Linked DNA regions of Mus musculus: region 1 is linked to region 2. A link is a contact called in public HiChIP or PLAC-seq data. All regions are on one chromosome and are shown on one strand. Each heading gives the region's core, a stretch centred on a gene start, on an enhancer-like site or on the middle of the called end of the contact. The rest is flanking DNA. Distances are from core to core; before and after follow the strand shown. Region 1 overlaps Gnao1 (guanine nucleotide binding protein, alpha O). Region 2 overlaps Gm26843 (a long non-coding RNA gene).

Region 1 (6,546 bases), core at 1,819-4,318, 270 kb after region 2:
CAGCCGAACAGCTCTTCCTTCTTGTACCTATGTGGACTTGTGAGCAAAGCAACCTCTGTCAGCCTCCACTATCCTATGTAGCACAGCCTAGCTTAGGTTGCTTTGAGGATGAAAGATGTCACACATCACCCACTGATCATGACATCCTGCACCATAATTCCTTGCTGTGGTCACAGGTTGTGTACCTCCTCCATCCCATGGCATCTTGGGGATATTTCTTTGGGTGCCAGCCCTTCATGAGCCTTGCCAAGTTGTCAGACCTGGGGCAGATCACCCACAGACTTCTCAGAAAGACCCGAGCAGATTCACAGATGCCCTGAACCTATTTCTTCCTGACTGGGCGCTCAGAGGGTAGAGACACCCTACTGCTTTGGTGAGTACCAGTCTTCCTGCTCATTGGGGTCTTTCTTATAAGTGGAATCTAGATCACCCTGGAGAGTCACTGCTCTGGAGCCAGATCTCAGGCTAAGGGGATACTCAGAGCTGGCGCTTGCCTGCTGCCAACAGTTTTTTTCAGGGAGTTGCTCTCACTTGACCTCAGAGTGTCCCAGGAGATAGCAGCAGCACCAGACATCTCGAGCTGAAGATTCCAACAGAGAACAACCCCAACCCCCTCTTGCCTATCCCAGGTTCCAGCCAGCTCTCCCAGAGGACTCTAAAGGACCATAGGTTTTGTGCCAGGACCTACCACCAACATCATTCCTCCAACTTTGCCCTGCAACTTTGTCTTATCACAAAGATTAGTAGAGAGGAAGCTTGGGAGATGAAGTCAGAAGACTGAGTTGGAAGGACCAGCGACCTTGAAGAGATGTCATTTTTCCAAACTTCTGCTCTATTGCCTGGGAGGTGACAAAGAGGGAACAGCCACTCTGTCTCCAGGATGTATAGCAAGACTTAGTGGTGGAGAATCATTTCAAACAAACCAGAGGTGAATTGTAGAAATGAAAATATTGTCATATCTCAGTAGGGCACACATTGGCCACTCCTCTCCTTCATCGTTGGTGAGTGAAAGCAGGCGGCATGCTCATGGCCCTACCCTCCCATGACAGCTCTGAGCTGTGCTGTCCTGATGGGCTGCTCTCAGGTTCAGTCCCCGCAGAAGGTATCGGCATGGCTTACCCAGCTCATACCTAATGGATTATAAACCTCTGTCCTCCAGTGGGAGCAGAGTTGAGGGTCTGGGTAGCAGTGTAAGCTAGAGGAGCCCAACCTGAACCTCTCTCTTCCCCATGTTGGGGGTGGAAGGGAGATGCCAACTCTGAGCTTCTAAATCTAAACCAAGCCCCAGGAAGATTTGTTAAAATTCAGTTAAAACTTGTAGTAAATTTACATCATACGGTAAACTTTATAATGTTAAGTGTTCCCTTCACAAACATGTCTTTTTTTAAAAGTGTTATTATATATATATATATTATAGCTACCCTGGAACTCACTATGTAGACCAGACTGACACAGATCGCCTGCCTTTGCCTCCTAAGTACTGGGATTAAAGGCATATGCTACCATACCCAGCCGTGTCTTCAGATTTTTAAAATTTCTTCATCTCCATGGCCCAAAGTTAATTTCTAACTGAGAAATTTATATAGTATTTATCACACAGAAGTTATTTTAAAATATATCTACATTGTGGAATGGCTAAATTAAAGCAATTACCATAGTTTAAGTTTTTCTTGCTAGTAGATAAAACTATTCCACTTTTTGAGTGTTCATATTGGATCCAGCCCCTTGTCAGATTATTACTAAATAATAGCACCTTACTAAGATTATTTTTGCAACATTTGGTGCCATTTTCCTACTTTTCTTGTTAGTTTTAAGATCATAATAAGTAACAATAGTGACGACCATTACTGTTCACAACATAGTTGTTGAATGTTGCTAGCTTTTATTCTGGATAAGTAGATAGTTTCCATGTCTGGCTTTTACTTAGAAATGGTCAGAATTTTTCTTTTTAAAAATGTAACATGCATTATTAACTGTGCATATTAGTGGGACCTCATGGAGTGCCTTTATTCATTCCTGGAGTGCCTTCATTCATTCCTGGAGTGTGCACCAGCATTAAATCCAGTCCTTCTTTACCTGCCTCAATACCATTGCCAAGAAGTACTAGCTTTGCTCCATTGCTGTGACCCTGAACTCCGTGCCCTGCACCCTGCACCCCATGGTGATTGTCATGGATGATATTGATAAACACGCTATGATCCCAGAGTGACAGTCAATCGCAACATTATTTTTTTCCCTTTGATTTTTGACTAGATTCAGTTTAATTGTTTATTATTTTGGTTTTGCCTGCATTCATGTATGTGTACCATGTGTGTTAAGGACCCACAGGGGCCAAAAGAAGGCTTTGGATCCCCTGGGACTGGAGTTACAGGCAATAGTGAGCCACCACATGAGTGCCAGGAGTCAAACTTGCATCCTTTGTAAGAACAACAAATACTCATAGCTGCTGACCCAGCTCTCCAGCCTCTACATCTTATTTGTTTGTTTGTTTGTTTTGTTTTGTTTTGTTTTGATTTTACTTTTGTGACTTTTTAGAGAAGGTCTGTCTCTCTGTGTGCAAAGTAAGAGATAAAATAACCTTAAAGTTGGCAGTTCAGGTTGGCAGTTCAGGAAACGTAAGACACTATTGTTTAAATCAAAAGACCATTGTAATCAATAAAACAATTTACAGGGGGCTGGAGTTAAAGTAACTACTCAACAATGAATCATTTACCCCTCTCACAAGAAAATTCTCAAAATTATGGTAAGTATCTTAGTTTTATTAAGCTAGCCTTGAGCTCACAGCAATCCTCGTATCTCAGCTTCCCAAGTGTTAGGATCACAAACATGAACTTTCCTGCCTAGCTTATTTTGATAGTTTTGAAAAATCTAAGTTTTGAAATAATATTATTGTACACACACACACACACACACACACACACACACACACACACACACACACACACACACACACATCTATTTATTTTCTGGTCACTCTGGCCGCTCTTTCTTGGTGACATGTCTGTTCAGACATTCCTCGAGCTGAGTCAGTTTTGGAGGTTATGTTTGGCAACAGGATCATCAGATTCTCAGGTCTGCGGCCACAGAGGGTTGGACACACTGTTCTGCCATGACGTTATCTCTTCCACAGCTGTGGTTGAGTTTCTGCTCTTGTTCCTGGCCTTGTTCTGCTTGCTGTCTTTCTCCTAACCACCCATAATAAACCTTGTTTTGCTTGGTTTAAGGTCTTTTGCATTTATGAACGCCCTCCACTCCTTTGCTGTTTTGAATCTTGCTTTGCTTTTGACAGCGTTTGTCTGTGATCTTGTGTTCTTCCTTGCTTCTTGTGTGTATTGCCTCTGGGAAAAACTTTGCTGTCCACCTGGGGAAGTGGTTTATGATGCTTATATAGTTTTCCATATCTTTCCTGGTTTCCTTTTTGATTCTAGGTTTCTCCAGAGTGTGTTTCTTATTTTTGAACTAAATATTTTTCTTTTCATTTTTTTCCCATGATGTTGGAGATCTAACCAACATTCAGAGCAGAACTGGGCCTTCCACCGTGTGCCCTTTCTGTATACAGTCTCTGTGTATGGCTGCTCTCTCAGAGCCGAGTCAATGCCCATGTAGAGTTAGGAAAGAGGAGTGGCGAGCAGACATCCTTACTCATCTGCATCCTGACCCACTCATTTCTCCCATGTTGGGATATCTGTTATGGTGAATTTGTTGTTTGCATCTAAATATTTTCCATAAATGGAATGTCTGGGAATATAAGAGAGCTGATGTTTGGAACAGTTAGTGTAAGCCATGACTGAACCTTGTTCCTATATTATTAAATTGTTTTAGTGCACTATTGCTGTGAAGAGACACCATGATTATAGCAAACCTTAAGAAGGAGAGCATCTAACTGGGGCTGGCTTACAGTGTCAGAGGTTGACTTCATTATTGTCATGGCAGGAAGCATGGCAGTACACAGGTAGACATGATGCTGAAGAAGTAGTTGAAAGTTCCACATCTGAAGGCAGCAGGAAGAGAGGGACACTGGGCCTGGCTTGAGCATTTGAAACCCTAAAGTCCATCCCCAGTGACACACTTCCTTCAACAAGGCCACACCTCCTAATCCCTGTCAGTTAGCACCACTCCCTAATGACCAAGCATTCAAATCTGTGAGCCTGTGAGAGCTATCCTTATTCAAATCACCACATAAATTAAGCTAGGCATAAGGGCTCATGACTGTAATATCTAAAAGAATTGATCATGATCTTATGCCCTAAAAATGCTGGCCAAACGCTATGGGCAGCTTTGGTTCCTTCTGAAATAGTCCGCATGGCTTTCTACTCTTCTGGCTGGTCATGTTTCAGAAAAGAATTCCAGTACAGGCCTGATTTTTTTTTTTAAGGTAGGTGCTTCTCTGCCTCTGACTGCCTCCCTGCCCTAGATTTGCTTTTTGTTGTTTGTGGTTTAGGCATGGTGTTTGTTTTTATTTTTGAGACAAGGTCTTGCTATGTAGCATAGAATTTGAGATTGCAGACATTCACCATCATGCCTCTGTAGCTTACAGTCTAGAACTTGTCCTCCATGCCTAGCTACTCTTGAGTCTTACAGTGCTCTGCCATGCCTGGTGAACCTGCATTCTTACAGTGCTGTTTGCTCATCCTTAAGTTGAAGAATTGTATGTGTCTTTCCTTGTCCTTCTGCTTGGGATTCTGTGCACCTTTTCAGTCTGCACGCAAGGCTTTCTCAGTTAGGACTTCTGCTTGCTATTTGATTACTGACTCTCATCCATCACTTTCTCTTTCTTCTAGAACTCCCAATATGCCTGCCCAGTCTGATCTGCTTGGGTCTGCCCTGCACATCATTGCTTTTTCTGTTCACATGTGCTCTCTGTATTCTCCTGGAAGTATATCTGTATACTTGGAAGTTTTATTCCCATTAGTTCCTGAGGGCCTCACACCCACAACTCAGCAGGGAGAGACCCTTGTACTGCAGTTGGGAAGACAGTATTGTACTGTGTAGAACATCTTCTGCATGTGTCCTGCATTGCTCTCTGGGTACTGGGATGGTCTGGTCATACTGTTATATGCCTCCTAAGGCACTGAGCATGTGCACTGTTTCCGACTGCTCTTCTGCTGGGGCTTTAATCATTCAGTAATGCGTTCCCTGTGGTTGTTTGTGGGACCTGAGTAGCAGCAGTCTGCAGCTGGTGGCATGGGATTCTCACTCCCTCTAGTTTGATGGTATTGAGGAAAGTGACCCACCAATCTACTTTTGGGACAACTGGATCAATCCTTTTCCCTCACATTCTGGTTCTCCTTCAACCCTCGGGCTAAGGTTTGCAACTTATGAACTTGCTATTGCTTGGCCTCCTAAGCAACAGGGAACTGGAGATGTGAGCCCTATAGATCCGAGCTACTCTCTCTCTCCCCTACTCCCACCTTATCCTAAACAAAGAGGATCTGCTCTCTTTCACTCAGGCTCATGCCTTATTTATATTTTTTTTCTCAAAGTTCTTTTCAACTTTCTTTCGTTGACTTTCCATTTCATGCTGGTATTTAGCCATAGATGGAGTTTACTTCCTTCTTTGGGCTGCATTCCCAACTGAACTAGCTCCAAAAGAGCTAGGCCAAGCATACAGGGTTGGGTAGGAGGTCAGGGACTAACAGCCTCCTACTGTCCATAGGTCGAGCCTTGACCAGAAGGACTTGGGTCCCCACCAGGAGGAGTAGGTCTTCCATAAGCCATATTTCCTGTGCTGTGCCGCGTGATGAGGATTCGATGCTGGGATTTACAACTTGATTTGTTTTATTTTGTGGAGCTAGGATATAAGCTGATATAGGCTAAGCAAGTATTCTACACTGGATCGCCTCAGCCCTGTCTGTGGCTTTGACTCTTGCCCCAAAACTCTCCAAATTGGCCTCTAGTTAACAGAGAGTCTAGCACAACAGTTCTCCCCCACTGTCTCCTGCTGATATGTTCCATCCCTCCAAATGCCTTAACAGTTAGAGTGTAGATTAGGATGTTTCTCTGGGTACCATGGTCTAAGAATCCCTGACACCTGGCTACCCAACATTTCTGAACTACTTGTCAGTTGAAGCCACATGATTGTCAGTAGGGTTCCATGTGTCTGATCAGTGGCCATATGTCCAGCTGTGCAAGGCCTTCTTTTGTCTGTTCCTGCATCTTCTCAGTTGGACACTATGCCCCTCCTTAGAAGTGGGAACAAAACACCCTTGGAAGGAGTTACAGAGACAAAGTTTGGAGCTGAGATGAAAGGATGGGCCATGTAGAGACTGCCTTATCCAGGGATCCACCCCATAATCAGCATCCAAACGCTGACACCATTGCATACACTAGCAAGATTTTATCGAAAGGACCCAGATGTAGCTGTCTCTTGTGAGACTATGCCGGGGCCTAGCAAACACAGAAGTGGATGCCCACAGTCAGCTAATGGATGGATCACAGGGCTCCCAATGGAGGAGCTAGAGAAAGTACCCAAGGAGCTAAAGGGATCTGCAACCCTATAGGTGGATCAACATTATGAACTAACCAGTACCCCGGAGCTCTTGACTC
Region 2 (6,481 bases), core at 815-3,314:
TATAGATGCCCCCACGTAGGATGGATCACTCAACAGCCACTTAGTCTCTGCAGCACTGTGTCCAGTTGAGAGTCTCTGCATGAGTATATGGTGTCTTCGCAATGCACCCTTCACCATTGCTTTGTTAGGCAAACAATAGGAATGCTAATAGGAATCTCTGAGGCCTCAAAATATATTTCTTTTTTTAATTCAAGAGTGAGTGCATACTAATTTACACAAAAACATTTCATGTGTAGATGATTTGAAAGCTTTCTGGGAAACAGTACACCAAGAAAATTGAGAAAGACCACCATCAAAGAACAATAAGTCAAAGCCATGGCAACAAGAGAGGGTCTACCCACACCCATCCCACGCTGAGGTGTACAGATGGGAAGAGTTAATGGTCCTATTCTACCAAACATTCAAGAAAGCTGTAATTCCATTCACTGCACTATACCAGGGAAATAAAGGCTACTCAGTTCATTTCATGTGTCTAGCACAACGAAGTACCAAAACTAGACAAGGAAAAGGCAGTGGATATGGGGTGAAAGACACCATTTTGTTTAGGAGTAAACATATAAAATCCCTACATAAAACATCAGAAAATCAAAACCAGTAGTTTATTAGAGCCAGGATGTAAGGCGAATACAAAATTAAAAAACAATCCAGGTGACTCAATAGACTAAAATCATCTCAGCGAATGATTTTAACACGCTGAAATTTGATAAACTTTTAATACTTTTTTTTTTATTGAAACAACAAACGACGCTTGTTTGCCCTGGACTCACAGCACAGGTGATAGCTGGAGACAGGATCAGAGCAGATGCTCAGAAGCACTGCTACTTATTAATGTTGTACTCAAAGCTTGCTCAGTGACAGACAAGAGAAGGAAATAAGAAATTCAACACTCAACAGAAAGAGACAAAGCTGTTGATATTTGCAATCAGTATAATGACCTACATCAAAAACATACAAGCGCCAAGATATTCATGTAATTAAACATGAATTCATCAAAAGAAGTGTGTGTGAAATTAGCAAACAACATTAATAGTTTCCGTGTAACACGGAGATAACTAATTAGAACACGTATTGTTATAATTTTTTAACAACAACAACAACAAAATAAAACAAAACTGAAAAATATACCAGATGTGAGTTTAATAAGAAATGTCAGCAGGAAAAAAAGGTGGACTACTTTAAGATGTGAAAGAAAACACAGAGTGAAGCCTAGGATTTGAACCCAGAGCTTTGTACACAAAGTGCTCTACCACGGAGCTCCGTCCTCAGCTAAGATACTATCCTAAGTCCTATTTCTCTTACAGTGTGCCAGCTTACATAATCAATGCTGAAAGCAAAAGCCCACCTTTGAGCCAATCCACTACGATCTACAGATCTGGTACTTCATCAGCAGTTGAAGAAGTTGAGAAAATGTCTTTTCAAAAAACCAAGATGAGGCTTTGCATGGGGAGCAGAAAGAGAGGCTGAGGTAAGTAAAAGACAAAGGTTGCAGTCTTGGAAAAGTTTCTCCTTGCTGGCCCTGACCAAGGTGACACCCAGAAGTGGGAGATGAGGCTCCCCCCCCAACCCCACGCATGCCCCACAAAACCTCTGTGGCCAAACAGATGGTGCAGCACATTTTTTAAACTGCTTTTAACACAGTAACTGTTCTTTGCTGCTTGCTCTTTATGCCTTTAGTCAAAAGTCTCACCAGCTGTCACCATCAAGGAAAATGTCAGGGGCTGTGTCTGCCTATGCCTGTGCTCAACGCAGGGGGGACAGGGAACCAGGAGCCTCACCTCGCTGTAGGCACAGCTGGTAAGGTGGTAAAAGACGTGGGATCCTCACAGAATGAATGTAAATAAGTACGTGGCAAATCCTTCCCCACCTTTCCAGGGACTAAATGTATCTCCTTCCTATTCCCGTTCTTCCCTGGCACATCTCACTGAGGCCAGTGTTAGTATTCCCACTCCGTAGAAACAACAGTGGCGAGGCCTGGCAAAGAGCCCCGCAATCGACCCTCGTGTGATCCTTTCCTAATCTGGACCTCACTGTCACAATGAAGCTGGCCAGATGTCCTCTGAAGGCGCTCTGAGCAGGGCTCTGGATTCTTGCCTGATGTCAGCAAAGTATTCCTGAGCCCTCTCTGACCACCACAAGGACAGCCTACTAAATCCCAAGAAATCCAAGCCTCGGGACTGCAAGAGGCTGCCAAACTCCTGCCCCTTGTTTCTTCCACACCCATCACTAGCATGTTGAAATGGCTACCAGACAGGGAAAAGAAAAGAATCTCGATTAATAATTTGCTGAACCAAATCCCCACAGCCTTTCAAATTACACAGACTGATGGAGAATTTGGGAGATGTGTTTAAAATTTCCCGTTTAACCATGTAATTGTTTTTACTCCCAGTTATCTTCTCTTGGAAACGTATGCTTGACTTACTGAATAAATCTTTCTCCCCATTTGAAATCATCCATTAGCAGTAAGCAACTGACACTCCATTGCGCACAATGAATTTCATTGCCGCTAAGTTGCCACGTGCTATGTGGTGGAGAAGAGGCACTGCCGGCAAGATCTCTCCATGTCAGGGGCAGGCTCGGAGCTCAGCCCGGAAACCTGCTTCCAATCTGCTAATCTCTGCTCATTATGCTAGCTCTGGATTCTTCCAGCATCGAGGTGGCCATTCTGGAGGGCTGATCTGAAGAGACAGTCTCTAAAGATGTTTCTTTCTTTCTTTTTTTTTTTTTTTTTTTTTTTTTTTTTTTTTTTTTTTTCTGTTCCAGGGATTGAACTGGGTTCCGGGCAATAGCTGCGTCTGGCTACCTACCTTTGGACCAACATACACAGTAAACCTAGCAAGAACTGGGCTTGCCCTTGGGCTTGATGCGAAGCCTCAGTGAGCCTGCTGCCTTGACACAGACATCCGGTCTTCTTGAGCATCACATATGCGGCATTGTCAATAGAGAAAAGTCAAATGTGTTTACTTCTTTCTGCACTGCTGCCAGCTGGCCGCACTCTCGGGGGACACTGATGCTGAGCTTACAAACAGTGACTTCTCTTGAGCTTACTGTCAACAAGTGGCTCCAGCATGGGGAGGAGGGACTGAATCATTGCCCCTGGGGACCTCCGAATCAGAGCTGAAAGACCTCAGCAGCAGCAGCCAGACTCTAGGATTTCTCAGGCTGCTGCCCTTGCATCATGTATGAAGCCTTCCGAACACATTCACGCCCCTTCACATGATGGGAAATGCTGACTTTTCAATCACACATTTAAACAGATCAGAGAACCTGGAAGGAGCATTTAAGTCTCTTCACACCTAGTCCAATTATAGTATTATTTACGCTCATTGTCTTCATCACTTGGAGACGGAAGCTTGAATTACTGAGTAAATCCAAAGCTGTAAGCTGGCCCTGCCCTTCTGACTCTCCAAGGATCACACAGCCATTGCTGGGGTATCCTTAGTTCTGAGAACAGTCATGTGGCTGGCTTGCTGGCTATCAACACTGCCTATAAGGGAAACAGAGGTTAATGGAATTAGAGCTAGATGAACTACTATAAATTTAAGTTTATTCCATAGATGTGATCTACCAAACGTGCCAACTTAGCCACACAGGCCACTCCAAAATATTTTTGATTTCCTTTGTCTGACACCATGATAAGAAAATACCATCATTGACTTGAAAAAAGGTCGGAAATGAAAAAGGCTATTTTTTGGTTTTGTTTTTTGTTTTTGTTTTTGTTTTTACTAAGTATATATCACTTTTTGCACCATCAAAAGGTCAAAGCCATATGTCCAATCCAGAAGTCAGGGATCAATTACTAAGATGTGGGAAATTTATCATTTAACACAGATTTACTGGCTGTGGACCTTCAGATATCAGAATTACTTTAAAAACAAACAAACAAACAAACAAACCTCTGGGCTGTAACAATGGGCAGCTAAGATTGAAAATGGCTGATTTGGGCATTTTACAAAAGGAAAATGACCCAGGGAAGTATTAGGAATTATTATCCCAAGTCACAGAGGAAGGCAGTGGGGAGTGTCAGACCCCAAGTCTCCATCAGCTGTGAGCTCCCGGCGTATTCTGAGATACATGTGGACTATGAACTAACTCAACTCCAGAGCGTTGGCACCATCCAAGGTCTAGCACAAGACCCTGGAAACACCTGTCACCTGGCAGGAGACCAGCAGCTGTCAGTGCAGCAGATCTGATGACAGTATGTTTAGCAAAAAGAATTCAGATCCTTCCTGTTTTACCTCCTGCCTGTTAAATCGCACCATCGACCCAGCAGGTAACAACTCCTGGGTTTACTAGAAATGTTTTGAGAGTGAGTCCGAGGTCCTTTCTCATATCCCTCGCTTGGAGCTAAATACAGACAAGCAGATGAAGACTGAAAGTGTTCAAGGTTCTCCCCTCCTCTCTCAGGCAAGTTGCTTCCTTGCAGAAATCTTGTCTATAAACCTGGCACACCGCAGGCTCACTTTATGCATCTATAGCCTCCAGGGCCTCGAGCATCTGCTTGGAGCTAAAGGGCCAACAGAACACTGCCATCTGACTCTGCTGGTCCTTTACTGTCATATGAAATCTCGACTCTCTGCTAAACTGTACTAGAATGTTTCAGTAGGGTGGCTCCTTTGCCCCAGCCAAAGACCTGAGTTCTGAGCCATTTATCTTGCCTCTCCTTCAAGAGGCAACATAAGCAGATGAGGAAAGCATCCAACAGAAGTCCTGCAGTTCTCAGGATGTTCATGAGTTGGGCTGTGAACTGTCATAGAAGTAGTTTGGGAGCGTTCTATGAATGGAAAAAAACAAAACAAAACAAAACAAAACAACTGTGGCTCTTCAATTAAAAGGTCAGTAATCTCATTAAGAGAATATTTTGTCTACTTCCTGTGTTCCAATAAAACTTTATGGACACTGAAATTTGAACACTATTATTTTTGCCTGTAATGAAACACTCTTCCTCTGATGTTCCAATGAATGCAGCAAAACTACTGAGTGTCTGGGATGCACACAAAAGATGGAGACTTAAGGGACATTCCTTCCTTACGACAGTCTTTTGAATGATGATAGTTCACCATCGTGGATACTTGAGCACCCACGAACTCTAGAAGAACAGAAGACCACAAGACTACTTAAAAAAGACTCATAAAAAAGCAAGGGCCAGCAAGTGATCAGAATGTGCTAAGCTGAGTCTTCTATCCCACTGTGCACTGAGCATGTAAGAGAAGCAAAATACAGCCGGAGATGTTTAGATGGAAGCACACATCTCCATGACTCAGGATTGCTGCGAGGAAGGGGAGCCCTGGAATCAACCCTAGCTCTGCCCAGGCTCATAACCATGTCTTTTTCAGATGCATACCCCCAGCATCAGATACAAACTTGCTCCCTGGCCATCATGGATGCTCAATGCTTGTTTGAGGGGGTATCTATGAGAGTGGACTATCATAATGCAGAATTGTCTTGAAGAAGTCTGAGAATGTTTCCCAGGGACTATCAAAATACAGACTCCAGCTGCCTGTGTATGTCCCACAAACTCAATAAATTTCTTTTTTGCCTTATTGGAATTGAAACATCAAAGGAAGAAAATTTCATTGAAGGCAAAAATGATACCATATTCAAATGCCAGTGTCCACTGATAATGTTTTATTGGAACATAGCTACACCCATTTGTTCAAATACTATCAATGACTACTACATCAAGAGATAGCCGTGAAGGCCCACAAAAATCTAAAATCTTTATGATTATGCCTTTTATATTTAAAAAAATTACCAATAAAAAAGACTTTAAACTATGTGAATAGCTAGCCAAGAGGTAGAATGAGAGTGGGTGAGATTAAACAGAGAGGAAAACTCCTCAGGCTACTATAACACATTACCATGGGCTGGGCGACTTAAACAATAGGATTTTATGTTCTCAGAGTTCTGGAGTTTGAATGATGAAGATCAACGCACCAGTAGATCCAGGAGACAAGTTTCTAGCATCAGAGAGATCTCACTAACTGGGGATGGTATGAGCTTTTAAAACCTCAAAGTCCACTCGAAGTGACATGCCACCTCCAACAAGTTCACATCTAGTCCTTCCCAAGTAATTCCTCCTTAGGCTGAGACAAAATGCTCAATCATCTGAGCTTATGGGAGCATTCTCATTCAAATCACCACAAGTCTGGAGAAGAGTTGAAAACTCCATGGGGACCAGGACTCTTTCAAGTCTATGTGAACCCCAAGACCTGCAAGGATGAATGTAAAATGGAGCACAGATGGGGGATTAATGCATGCAAGTCCAAGGGGCTGGGAACAGACACAGCAATGGCTCTTCTATCGCTGTGGAATGACCCGTCCAGCAGGTCCAGTTATTCGAGGATCTCAAGGGGACCTCCTCCTAATAACCAAATGGGGGGTAGAGAGAGACGAGGGTCTTGTACGAATAACGACACGGAAACCGTTCTGAAGTTGTATCAAGACCCCCATGTATTGAGAAAGGCCCAAGGTTTAAATGCAC

The links. HiChIP or PLAC-seq counts read pairs in DNA pulled down with a chosen protein or histone mark.
Region 1: an H3K27ac HiChIP or PLAC-seq map of heart atrium shows a contact between it and region 2, with 6 read pairs. The contact joins two enhancer-like sites. A contact is called at or near these places in 1 of 484 Hi-C or Micro-C datasets (cerebral cortex) and 4 of 115 datasets of contacts at active chromatin or transcription factors (astrocytes, embryonic stem cells and heart atrium).

The regions. Positions count from the first base shown.
Region 1 is chr8:93,868,408-93,874,953 of GRCm38.p6, forward strand. The region is part of intron 2 of Gnao1 (guanine nucleotide binding protein, alpha O); the gene reads left to right. Among named protein-coding and RNA genes, the nearest start is that of 4930488L21Rik, 58 kb to the left of the region's middle. Within about 2 kb of position 3,069, at least 26 of the 459 cell types and tissues checked have an H3K27ac peak or open chromatin away from gene starts, as enhancers often do. A contact at or near this core is called in heart atrium, where this site is marked.
Region 2 is chr8:93,596,962-93,603,442 of GRCm38.p6, forward strand. All of the region lies in intron 8 of Gm26843 (a long non-coding RNA gene), which reads right to left. Among named protein-coding and RNA genes, the nearest start is that of Ces5a, 64 kb to the left of the region's middle. Within about 2 kb of position 2,065, at least 49 of the 459 cell types and tissues checked have an H3K27ac peak or open chromatin away from gene starts, as enhancers often do. A contact at or near this core is called in heart atrium, where this site is marked.